Linked DNA regions of Gasterosteus aculeatus: region 1 is linked to region 2. A link is a contact called in public Hi-C data. All regions are on one chromosome and are shown on one strand. The core of a region is the stretch at or near the end of the contact, and the rest is flanking DNA. Distances in the headings are between cores, read along the strand shown. Region 1 overlaps LOC120808032 (tyrosine-protein phosphatase non-receptor type 14). Region 2 holds the start of LOC120808489 (pro-opiomelanocortin).

Region 1 (6,475 bases), core at 2,690-5,189, 38 kb before region 2:
TGCATGAATAGACCATGACCTCAACTTCCTCAAGTCCTCTTATGGCAGAGTCATAAGTGACAAAGTCATTCAATCTCCTTAGAAAACACAGCTTCGGGACACAAAGGGACCCACGAGCGTGGATAGCTGGATATAACTGCACACATTGAGAATCCGTTATGTTAGACACAGCTACCTGTACAGTGTAGCGCTCATAGTATCACTTTACATCCGGGGGGGGGGGGGGGTGTGTGATCCCCGTCGATCACGTCCACCCACCGCTAAGCAGCTCGTTGAACTCGGACCCCCCTGCCAACTGTGCTAAAATTAAGTGATGGACTTTTTCATTACTTTCCAATGTGGCTGAGAGAGACAGCCGGTCGGCTCTATTAATACCACAGAATGTTTCAAAGCTCTTAGGTGCATAAGTTACGAGTGGCAGCGCCGACAACAGCTGCCTCTTGTTTCAGAATAATCAAGCAGGAGCTTTGAGCACAAAACAGCTAGAAACTTGCATAAAAGTATATGCTGACGTACAGCTTTCACCGCATTCAAGTCAGACATCTGCAGATTGATCGTTGTGAGTGTGATGCTGTCTTACTACGCAGGAGCTAATAGACCCCGTTTGTTTCACACACAGGAAAGAGAAGCTGGCAAGATGTGGGAAGTGCAAGAAAGCCTCCTACTGCAACGCAAAATGTCAGGTAGGACTTTCAGGGAGGGGCAGCAGGACTGTCACGATTCTAGTGAAAGTAAAACGAACCTCGTATTGTCGCTCAGAGTTTATTTCCTTTACAACAGCTGCTGAACGTTTTCCACGGGGGTTGTGTGTCTGTGTGTAGAAAGGGGACTGGGCCATGCACAAGCTGGAGTGCTCTGCCATGATGGCGTTCAAGGAGAACTGGTGCCCGTCGGAGATTTCTCGCCTGGTCGCCCGGATCCTCGCCAAGAAGGTTGGACAGTCACTAAGCGGCACTGCGTTTTTTTCCCCGGCGCACGCTGGGGTTTGTTTTCTGTTAATCGTGCCCATTTTCTGCAGAGAACGCAGAAAGAAAGATGTGTTTCTGAGAAGATCTTGCTCATAGACGACATTCAATCACGTGAGTAATTGACCTTGAACACGCATGCATGATTTTGTTTTTTAACTTTGCTCCGCGAAGTGTCAGATTCAGCACAACGGGTCCAGAGCCTGTGAGTTTCACTAGATAGCCTTCTTAAAATAGCGCAACGCTTTGAGATTAACACCCGAGGCCTCATCTATATGTTTATCTTACACATGTGTGGGTGGAATGTCCATTAGACCATTAAACAACTTGAACGGGAAGAAGCACTTTAAACACACGGAGGGCCGACTGAGTTTCTGTAACGCAAATTGTTTTTTTATTAAGTTCAAAATGATTTTAAAAAGTCCCGTCTCGATGCCCGAGCATGCACACGACCCAAAGCAGTGGTTCATATTACTAAAAGCATTCGCAGCCTAAAATGCATGGCGATGGAGGCTCTGCATGCAATGCCGGGTAAGGACAAGGTTATAGGCAGAAGAAGCATTGGATCACCCTGAACATCTCTCCTTCTCCTGCGACAGACGTGGAGGACGTGGACAACGAGAAAAGAGAGAGGAACGAGGCAGAAGTCGCCGGGCTGCATCGTTTCTTCTCCAAACATTTGGAGTTTCCCGACCACAAAGACCTTCTCGCGCTCATCTCACAGGTACCACACACAGACACATAAAAATAATCATACGTATAAGAGTCTTTTTTTGCTGTTCTTATCACGGATTCAGTAATATTCACAATTAGCTTGACAACAACCACTGAAGTCAAGGTAGAAAAAAGGCGTGCAGGTCATATATGTTTTGATGAAAAACCAGCTAACGATTGGTAATATGCATTTTCTTTGTCATTTATTCAACAGGTGGCCTGTAATGGTTTCACCATAGAGGACGATGAGCTGTCTCACCTGGGTACTGCACTCTACCCAGAGTAAGAACCCACATGCATACGAGCACATTCTGTATTCTACGTACAGGTCCAGCACATTACAAAGGGAATAATCTTCTTCCTGCGAAGCTCATTTTGTTTCCTTCTGGATGCTTTGCGTAATGTGTTAGTTCCCTCAGTTCATTTAATTGTTCTTAAAAAAAGGACAGCCATGATTTCCCATGAGCGCTGAAAGCTGCGATTGCCTCCTCAGATTGTTCATTTCTATCAAGGCAACTTTTTCTTCTCCAGTTTGTCACGAGGTGTTAAAAAGCGCCTCCCCGCCGCGAGAGCGAATTCCCCGCTCAGCTCACTTGAAGCTATTTCCCAAGTGGCCGACGGGGTCGCCGGTATACTTAAAGCGACACTCGTGACCTGTGTAGATTAGTCAGCACTGCCTCGTCCGCGGTGTGAAAGCAGAGTGATTTTTCTCTCTTATCGGGTTCCTTCTGTCCGTCTCTTTCCCAGCGTGGCGCTGATAAACCACAGCTGCCTCCCCAGCGCCATCGTCACGTACGACGGCACGGCGGCGCAGGTTCGAGCGGTGCGGAACATGGAGCCTGGAGATGAAGTGAGGAGAGGGTACAGCCGGCGTGGGAGGGGGGGTCGGGTTCACTGGGGTCAGCCTGAACGTGTCCGTCTGTGAGCTGCCTCCCAAATTTGGGGGTTAAAAAAATGAAATTCCAACACATTGAAGAAACAGCGAACGCTTTGTGTTGAATTCTTACTACGTCCTTGTAACATACAGGGATTATTTCCTGATCGGTTTCTGCTTCGGTTTAAAGGAATATGTCGACATTTTGGCGCCGAGCCTTTTTCGATTTCGTGAGAAGAATTTCAGAAAAATGTCACTCGCCAAGATTAACTTGGCCGGACATAAAGATTTGACACAAGGAGCGTAATAAAGAAATCCCTACCAGCACCTCTAAAGCTTAATAATGAACACAAATGGGACTATGGGATAAATGGGATATTTCGGGCTTATTTATGGGCGCAATAACTTTCCGCTGTCGGTTGCCGGGCAACCAAAGCACATCGGGATCAGGTTTGCAGGTTAAACTCTAACAGTGACAACAATATTCAATACAATATATTTTTCCTATAGATCTTTCAAACAAACCTGATCGTTTTGTGGTTACGCTGCTTCCCTTGGACGCAGGTGGCTTTGGAGTCTTAACATGATAGCGTACAATGAGGCGGCATCTTAAATCCCACCGAGCCCTGGAGGCTAAGCTTGAGAGGCGAAGACGGGAGTGTGAATCCCTGGCACAAGCAGGGGTTTCTTAGGCGGATGCAGCAGCTGATTCAAGAGGCCCGTGGGGTTATTTTCAGACTCGCCCCCCCCCCCCGTAACCTGCCGATTGGACACGACACAAACAAGAAGGGAGGCGAGCGTGGAAAGGAAGAGTGTTTGTCACCGGTGTGATTTCCCCCTGCAGGTGCTCATCAGCTACATAGACCTCATGTATCCAACCGACGACCGCAACAACAGGCTGAGAGAGTCCTATTACTTCACCTGCGACTGCCGGGACTGTAAAAGCAAGTCCGGCGTGAGTGGGACGAGACCAAAGCACACGATGCAATACTGCCGTCGTAAACTCGCGTGTGACATTTCAGGCCCCCCCCCCCCCCCCGTGTCCTGTCTTCCACCTCTAGGACAAGGCCAAGTTGAGAGTGCGTAAGCGGAGCGACCCCGTCGAGCCGCAGGCCATCGGCAACATGGTGCGCTACGCCAGGAAAACCGTCAGAGAGTTCCGGGCCGTCAAGCACATAAAGAACATCCTGTCACGGAGTAACACCGCTCACCTGCACTTTTTTTAAAAACTGAATTCGCGGAGACTCGCAGGTAGGATGAGCGCTCACCGAGCTCCCTTAAGAAGATATTTCTCTGCATGGCGGCTTTGGGGGGCTCTTAAGGCCCTGTGGCGTTTCAGTAGAACCTCAGCTTGCTTTGAGACGGTCCTTGACTCCATGGCACCCCCTAGCGAGTTGCTGGAGATGTGTGAACAGAGCCTGGAGGAGATGGGATCCATCTTTGAGGACGCCAATGTCTACATGGTCCACGTGATGTACCAGGCCATGGGGGTTTGTCTCTACATGGAGGACCCAGAAGGAGCTCTCCGGTACGGCGAGAAGATCATCAAGCACTACAGGTGACGAGAGCACGGACGCTTACCGATGGCGTCGTGGGTCACAGATAATTGTCTCTTTAAAAGCAATGATGGAAAGCTCATCAGCATGTTTGCTCTCTTTCCAATGCAGCAAGTTCTATCCACCGTTCTCCCTGAATGTGTCCTCCATGTATCTGAAGTTGGGCCGGTTGTACATGGGCCTCGAGAGGCGCTCAGCGGGTGTCAGCGCTTTCAAGAAGGTAAAAAGCACCGCTAACTGGACCTTTTTTTAAACCAATATTTTAAACAAATTCTCCAGCAGACATTCGATGATCGAAGTTCACCTGAATACAACGTAGTGTGAAAATTACATTTCAAGTCCAGATTACCAAGCATTTAGTTTTTGCAGTTTCAGCTGGTTTGACACGTTGTATAACGCCAATAAACTGTGTGTCTGTGTGTGTGTTCAGGCAATGGCCATCATGGAGGTGGCTCACGGGAAGGATCACTTCTACTTGACAGAGTTGCGCAAAGAGATGGCACAACAATGAGGAGAAAGTAAAGACTTCATACCCTCCTTTGAAGAGGAGCTTTACAGAACCGAAGCCATTTTCTATTATTTTTTAGAACTGACGTTAACTGACATTAAACTTTTTACATCAGCTTTATGTACGTGAGAATGCATTAGTTTGTTGAATGTTTGTTTGTACCAAACGTGTATTTAATGCGCAACAGGAACGTCTGAGCTTTTCACTGAGGTTGAGCGTTAGAAAATCCAAAATTGTTAATGATTTCCTGCTCGTTTTTGCCTTGCGACCGAACCTGTCAGCTGGACGCGTTCGTGTCTTGAGTGACTCTCGGGACAGCTGCCTCACCACACGGCTCCTGTTGAAGCTAAACTGACTGTAACCCGATCGGGGAGGATGTGTCTGTGTTTGCGTGAGTGCTCATCATCACAAACATCATCACCAACGAAAAGGAAATTATAGATACGAACCCCAAATAAATGAATTTGTGGCCACGGTCTTAAAGAAAATAAGGCTTTATTACACAAGAAGAGAGTATGACAGCTTCATACATGTCTGGGGACAGAAAAACAAAAGGCTTGATGCACTGAAAACGCATATACAAAACATATGTACACAAACTGAAAGGTATTTGGGAGTTTTGCCAAAAGGGAAAATTGAGGGGGAAAATTAAATATAAACAAACAGTGGAATGCCGTGTGAGGAAATACTGTCACAAATAAAACAGAAGTGCAACAAAACACTTGTATGTCAAGAGAGCACAAAGCTTTTACTTATTTGAGAATATATACAATAAAATATAAAAATGCATGCATAGTTTATTATGTTACGGTATTTTTAGGGTACCAAGTCAAAAGAAAAGAGAACTTTATAAAACATACTCTGTAGAAAGTCGTTCTGGACTTCGCATTACCATTCAGAAAAAAAAAAAAGAATAAGGTAACACGTAAAAGCAAATACGTGATTGTAATTTTTTGATTGGGCTTGGATCAGATATTAAAGGCTGCATATTTTTGTACATCAGTATTCTTCAGTATTCAAATCCTTAACAAGAGACTTATTATTATATTACCGTTCCTTTAAGAAAACACAAACTAGTAAATACAAATTTAAAGATTTAATCTTTAGAGGTAATACAGTGTTTCCCACAGATCCAACGTCCCGGGGGGGGGTACGGTACTCAAACGTCGTACTAAAACACACATCGCAAGATATAACTCTACACAATTCACACTACATACAACTCCCATAGCTGTAGTGCTACTTGTTGTTACAGCCTGTTTGCGCAAAGTCTGCAAACTTCTGTCAGAGCGACGGATTTTGCTGGACGTTTTCATGAAATGCGAGACAGACGCGGTGTGCACGGGGGGGAGGGGCTGTGTGTGTGTGTGTGTGTGTGTGTGAGTGAGTGACAGAGATGGAGGGAGAGCAGGGAGAGGGAATGCAGCTGAACGAATACGCTGCGTGATTTAAATAGCGTTAAAAAAAATACACCAAACACAATGAGCGGCGGCCGGTGTTGAATCTGTGGCGCACCGCCACAAATTAGTGTGGGAAACACTGTAATACCTATTTATATATAAATGCGAGAGAAACCAAACCCATTGAGAACCCAAAACAAAAGGTGGGCCCTCAGCTTCTCCTGCTGCACGCGTCAGTAAGGCACAATGAGTCAGATTAGACAGTGTCCGCAGTATCAAGACACATTTCTCTATTGACTACAAGCTGTGAAATGATGCATTAACAAATGATGAAATTCACTGAAGAAACACTTTTGACTTTTGAAATGCTTTTAGGTGAGACATGTGATTAGACGCATGGGATCATGAGGAGCTGCACTATTCAAGATGAACCACACCTTCAAAGAAGGGTGAAAAGA
Region 2 (6,648 bases), core at 926-3,425:
GGGTGGTTTGATGAAGAAGAAGAAGAAAAAAATGCAGCTTTTGTCTGCGGCGTGTCAACAAGCGCTCGAACGCCGGATTCTTCCTCCTATGAGGAATCTTTCCAAGTGACCTCGGCAGATATTTATGACGCACAGCTGCACACCTTGACATCGAGGTCGGTTATTATCTGCGGATAATAAGAAAAGCTGTAAATACTTCACACGATTCAACTGTAACTTGTGAAAAGTTTAAGGTACAAGAAGTCCTGTATCTTTTTTTGGGGGGGGGGGGGGGGGGGCGAGATGCTCTTGCGAGGCAACAGAGGACACGACAGGAAGAAGAACGTTGTATTGAGGATTCCTGTGATCTAACAACTCATTTGGCTCCTCGTATACCGTAAATGGGCCAAATGACATTTCCAGTGCCTCTTGGGACAATGATGATACTGCTGCACATGACAGTCGGTTGGAGGTCGTGGCGGGTCGGTGATTCACAGCCTCGTCCGGGGGGGAGGTTGATGTTATTATTGTTATTAAACGGTGGAAGTCGGATGAATTACATCATCGCGTTTTGTTCATAACCTTCGCCTGGCAGGCTGAGCGAGCATGCTCTTTTTGTTTCGGCGTTCATAAGCGGTAATGACTGAAATTCACAAGCGGGAGCAGAAGAAACGCCACCTGCGGAGGAGCGGACGCGTGGAGGTTAAGTCGCTTAATTGTATTGGGGAGTGGAGGGAATTACTTCCACTTCAGACTGTCCAGGTCTCGGATCTGATTCTTGTTATTGTTTAACCAGCTGTACTCTGGTACCAGCACACTCTGAAACATGAGTTTAAATCATCGTGCGCTTTTAATTACCGCCTTCAACGGCCTTTTAATTCGAAAAACAGTGCAGAGGGTAAATCCAGGAAGCATTACGGCAAGATCTTTAAAAAACTTTGAATATGTCTTAACATTTCATTTGCCATTCAAAGTGAGCGTCATGCATTGCCGGAGGAGCTTTATTTTTTAACATAACATTGGAAGGAGGAGCGAAGTGATTCAAAACACAAGAAAGTAAACTCCCTTTTAAATGTGAAAGTATTTATTATTTGATTTGTCTGAGGGGAGCAATCATTTAAGTTTGCTATGGCTGAGACGTGGGGAGAGACTCTTTGTTCTTCTTTGTGCAGCGAACCTCTTCATGTACTTCATGTTGTTTTATGATGGAAAGCAGATGAAATAAGGCGTCTCGGTGACCTCATCCTGCAGGCACGTATTGGCTGCTGTCATTAAAGAAAGTGCTTAATCATACAACTCGGTTGTAAATTTGACAGTCTGGGAAAGAAAATCGTACTGTTCCAATTAAAAAGTACAAAAAAAATAATCATAGATTGATACATTTTAATCAGACAGTAACTTTGCTTTTCACGGTAACAGCTGGCGTTAGTTATTCTGTGTGTTATTCCCTGAAGAAGTGTGTGCAACTGTCTTTTAACACAGGAAGAGGAAAGTGTTTTTTGTTTTTCAACAGCATAATCTTTCTTTGAGGAAGCGGGGTGTGTGTGTGTGTGTGTGTGTGTGTGTGTGTGTGTGTGTGCGTGTGTGTGTGTGTGTGTGTGTGTGCGTGTGCGTGCTTGTGTAGCCGTGATGTCTCAACGAGTGAGTCAAGTCTCCTTAATGAAGTTTCCGTGCAGGGATGCATGCGCACCTCGCACACAAGGACCACTGAAAAACGACCCGATCGATCAAATCGATTTGAACGCTTGGCCGCGACCCCTCGTCCCATTTGACAGAAAGATGTGTCTCTCGCCACGGCCCCCCCCCCTCCCCCCTTTCTTTAACGACTTAACAAGTACGCGATAGTGTGAAGATGCAATCAAAAAGATATAAATGAGAGCACCGAGACATCATGATAATCCCACCGTTCAGGAGAATTGTTAGATTGCCCCAAGAGGAGGATGCAGGGGGGGGGGGGGGGGAGGCCAGCGTAGTATTCGCTAAGGGTTCACCTGTTGTTGTGCTGACGTTGAGCTGCAGCATTGATTAAAAGAGGCGTGGGTGGCCTTCGTGGGCCTCACGCGCAATTACACAGACCTCCTCATTTGGAGAGGAGCAGGAGACTCCTCTCCTTTAATCCCACCCCAAGGCCTCGAGGACTCCCAACTCCACTCATGTGTCTTTAAAAAGAGCTTTCCTCCTCTTCCCACTGAGCGTTTCGTTGCAGAGCAGAGCGAGAGCAGAGGAGGAGCACAGGGGATCCGAGTCAGGAGTCACTTCACTTTTGGAAGATCGCTGGACCAAAAAAAAAAAAAACACAGGGAGCAAAACCAGAAGAGACTGAGGAGAGGGAAGCGACGCTTCTGTAAAAGGTAAAAAAAAAAAAAAAAAAAGGAAAGAAAGGAAAATGTCTTTAGCTTGCATGTCGATTCGTGGTTTGGCATGAATCAAAACTGTGTCTGGTTCTTGTTAGCTTCTCGCTTTCCTGAACAGAGTAAAGACGGTGCATCGATTACCCACATTTACTGATTTAGAGATGCATTTCTTTCTCGGGTTTATTATTCACGGTTACGTCTCAGGTTCTTTCCACAATATGCTCTAGTTGCCTTTAAAAATGTCTTTCAAATACCACGAACGCGCCACAAACACCAAATCTGGATTAAAGACCTAATCATAATAAGTTACTATTTTATCGACACATGAGGTTTTACATCTATTTTGATCGCGGCAGAGTGTTTCTGCAGAGAGCAGAGCTTCGCCGAGTGAGTCATAATGTAGGAAGAGTGGAGAGCCTCTGAGTTACAGAGAGACGATGGCCCACCGAGGAGCCGCTCCGTGTTACACAGAACCAAGGGGGAAAACAACAAGAGGCATATTCCCAACAAAGGAAACAAGATTAACTCGGTGCACCAGAATGAAAAATGTACAGGGGAACAGTGGAATAACCACATATCAGTTTAGTTTGTTTTTCCAGGAAATCTAGCCTCCACAAAATAAACATCGGAGAATTGATGTTTGCAAATAGATGGTTTAACAGAGAGAGAGGGAGAGAAGGAGTGAAGGGAACGCAGCAGCAATCAGATCAAGAGGAGCGTTTGCCAGACGAAAATGCGTCATGACTGTATTTCATCTCCTGAAAGAATTTCTTTGTCATCACGTAAGAATGAATATCTCCTTTCTGAAACATGTGCACTGCGTATACGTCCACGAATGAATGAACGAACGCAGCCTCCGTCAATAGCGATCTGTTTCCCTCCTCTTGGCGTTGAGGATGTGCTTGAAGTAGCAGATCAAAACGTCTGCTGGTCCCTTTATCTCACAAAGCAACTTTTATGGTCATTTTTAATGCAGATCTCCCTGTCTACGTAGCTGAGGGCAACGGAGCCTTTTCACACACTAAATTACCCCCATCAACATCCTCGTGTGTCCTCGAACAACTAAAAGACGGCATTCATTGACTTCTTTTACTTATTTGTTTCCTTCAAGTTTACGCCATTAAATTCAGAGGCCGGCTGGAATGTAGTTTAGGGACCGTATGGAAGGTCCTGCGGTGAGGAAGCGCGTTGAACAGTAATCTTTGATTCTTTTTAGAGGCCGAGACCTTCCCCGGGGCCGTTAAGGACTCACTGCGCCCGCTGTGCTTCTGAAGCTGTGAATGAATTGACACAACAGCGCTGTGATGAAAGACATCTATGGTCCTTTTAGTGTTGACATTTGGAATAATCTGCCTTCCAGGGTTTAATATTGCTCAAAACACTCTCTACTGTTTCAAATCCGTGATACTAATTGTGACCTTTCCACAGTCTGTAAAATAGGTTGATCCCTTCACCTCAACCTCAATTATCTCAGGTTTCATGTCCGTGAATCCTACACAGTTCAAATCATCACTTGGAAAAACCTGCAAACCTGAATGTTGCATCCTGTTTGCATTACAGCTGCTACGATGTTGTAACAAGAGCTTCTAACTGATCCGTAACATCACAGGCGTTCAAATTACTCGGCACTGCAATATTTCGAAATCATCCGGCTTTTGGATTCAAGTGAGCGTTTTATGGGTCAAAGTTACGATCCTTTGACTGTGGGGTCACTCCGGGACAGCAGCTGGACCGGCAGCCAAAACATCATTGAATCATTTAAGTTAATCTGACTGTTTACCATCACGCCAGCCGGACCCGGGACTTTTCCCACCCAAAAGTTTGTTTTTACAAATAAATTATTATTGCCTCTGATCCATGAAAATGGATCAGAGGCAATAATATTCCCGTCTAAGCTTCTCAATAAAACTCACCAGCATGTTCTAGCAATTTAAGGATTCCAATGCTTACCAGTGGTCTGGGTGATGGATGGGGATTGACGTTCACAGCGGCAGTGCACGAGGCCCAGTTTGTAGCAACACCGAGCGTAATAATAATAATGAGGGCTGCCTTATTACACGCACGCCATGGCGTCTTGCGTAACCCTCGTGCAGCTCAAGCTGAAACTGGAATCCAGTCCAGGAATGTACCTTTTTTTTTTCCGTTTGTAAACAGCGACGAGGAATGTATGTGCGCGCGCGAGCAAGTACAGGAGACCAACCAGGGACAGATGTACAGGCAGCGATGCGCTGCGGGTTTGCCAACAACGGCGTTGTGCAACAGTGCATTCTGTAGTTTGCTTATTGGATCAACACACAGGATGTGAACACGATGCACTTGGACACTACGAGCCCTGGTTGGACCCAGTAGACGCACGGATGGCGTGATGAAGCCAAGTGATGCACTGAAGATTTCATTGGTAGTTTTGGTTGAATACAACGTATTCTGCAGAGCGTATGGACCAGTGTTACAGGTGAAATGCTACTGACTTTTTTAGGTGCTTACGTCATGAAGCGGCCACAAACTCGATGATGCACACAAAAACTACTTTTGATCATTTAAGGTTTTCTATAATCCTTTAAGAGAAAATAGATAGAGACAAATATAAGATCCACTACCAATCAAAAGTTTGGACATTTCTCATTGAATTGGTACAGAAACTAAAAATACCCCTTCCTACTGGTCCCAAACCATTACATTCCTCCTGCCTTTCTTATGCATTAGTCAAATGTTCTTCAAACAGTCCTTTTGGATACAAACCGCCAGTCGTAACCAATCGCACATTTTCTCGCCTGTTTCCATCCAGCACTTTCAAATTTGCAACTGATAAACAGTTAACAATCCCACATGCTGTCCGAAAGAAGGATTGGTGACGAATGGCATCGGCTCGCATAAATTCAAAGATGCGAACAAAGACGCAAACTGAACTCGCGCTTCTGTTCTCCACACCAGGCGGAACATGGTGAGCCTTTCGTGGCTGCTGGTGGTGGCGGTGGCTTGTGCGCGCCTCCCCGGCTTTGGGTCGGCGTGCTTGGACCGATCCCAATGCGATGAGCTGAACGGCGAGGGGGAGACACAGGTAGGTCAAACTGTGAGATTCATCGTAAGGCGTGGCCTCGTTTATATCAATAGGGGATTTTTTTAAAAAATGACTAAAAGTAAAAGTTTCATTCTTGACTTTTGAAACAGCTGTGGTCAAGATCAACTTTTTTGCTGCTTTTTAATGTTCTGCAAATACTTTAATGCTCAATTTTTCAAGCCGACAGGGAGGAGAAAATGAGAGCAAATCAAAAATTGAAACATCTTCAACCAAATCGAAATCTATCTGCGCCGAAACATTGTGTGTATCATTGGACTCAAAGCGATGCTGCTTGTTAGTGTGTAACCATCAACTCTTGGTTTCTCTCTGACCCCCTCCCCCCCCGTACAGGACTGCATCCGCCGCTGCGTATCCGCCGTCCAGCCGGAGGCCCCTCGGCTCGGCGCGTTGGCCCTGGAGGTGAGCGGCGACGACGGCGACCTCCCGCTCAGCGTCATCCTGGCCGCCCTGGTTTCCGAAAACAAGATACCAGAGTCGGACCTGAGAGGCCTCAGCGACGCGCGGCGCTCCTACTCCATGGAGCATTTCCGCTGGGGCAAACCAACGGGCCGCAAGCGTCGCCCCGTGAAGGTGTTCGCCTCCTCCCTGGAGGGAGGGGGCTCCTCCGAGCGCGGCTTCCCCGCCCTGGCTCGCAGGCAGCTGGGCCTCAACAAGTACAAAGCGAGGGACCTGAAGGAAGGGAGTCGGGGCCAGGCTCCGCAAAGGGTCGGCCACAAGGCCCAGGCCCCGGTGAGCCTGCCGGCGAGGAAGGACGGCGCCTATCGGATGAGCCACTTCCGATGGGGGAGCCCGCCTCCCTCCAAGCGCAACGGCAGCACCATGAGACAGCCGAGGAAGAAACCTAAAGGTCAGCTGGACAAGCTGCTCAGGAACATTTTCCTCAAGGACGTGCAGAGGAGTAGAATGGGCTGATGGGAGGATTGGGATGGGGGGTGGGGGGTGGGGGACAGGGAGGGGGGGGGGGAGTAGTTGACCCAATAGCCTTTGCATGTTAACACCCACAGCAGACACTTGTCACTATAGTTAGCGTGTTGCCGAGTGTCTCCACTCCAACCGTTTCTGTTCATTAAAAACCGAAACTAAAGATGAGAAACGAGGCGGGTTTGTGTTGACGGGCGTCCCGTGACCTTTTTGGTCTGAATTGGGAGCTTTCTTAGGAACGTGTGTGGTTGGATTAGTCAGTATTGAGCCATGTAGTCTGAAGAAAACAGAGAATGCCATTCCAGGGCAAGAGGT

Evidence for each region. Hi-C and Micro-C count contacts between places; a contact is called where the count stands out from the background.
Region 1: a Hi-C map of tail fin shows a contact between it and region 2, with 2.0 times the contacts expected there. The contact joins the enhancer-like site here to the promoter of LOC120808489 in region 2. A contact is called at or near these places in 3 of 6 Hi-C or Micro-C datasets (skeletal muscle, tail fin and whole body).

The regions. Positions count from the first base shown.
Region 1 is chr18:10,630,090-10,636,564 of fGasAcu3.hap1.1, reverse strand. LOC120808032 (tyrosine-protein phosphatase non-receptor type 14) reads right to left here. Exons shown (of 21, transcript XM_040160597.2): 21 at 5,096-6,475. It overlaps LOC120808033 (N-lysine methyltransferase SMYD2-B), which reads left to right. Exons shown (of 12, transcript XM_040160599.2): 2 at 620-683; 3 at 822-932; 4 at 1,019-1,079; 5 at 1,565-1,689; 6 at 1,894-1,961; 7 at 2,427-2,529; 8 at 3,398-3,508; 9 at 3,615-3,735; 10 at 3,937-4,111; 11 at 4,221-4,329; 12 at 4,540-4,737. The coding sequence ends at 4,620. Among protein-coding and RNA genes, the nearest start is that of LOC120808033, 3.9 kb to the left of the region's middle. Within about 2 kb of position 3,939, at least 5 of the 9 cell types and tissues checked have open chromatin away from gene starts, as enhancers often do.
Region 2 is chr18:10,590,142-10,596,789 of fGasAcu3.hap1.1, reverse strand. It overlaps LOC120808489 (pro-opiomelanocortin), which reads left to right and starts at 2,175. Exons shown (of 3, transcript XM_040161445.2): 1 at 2,175-2,330; 2 at 5,265-5,391; 3 at 5,743-6,648. The coding sequence starts at 5,272. The coding sequence ends at 6,324.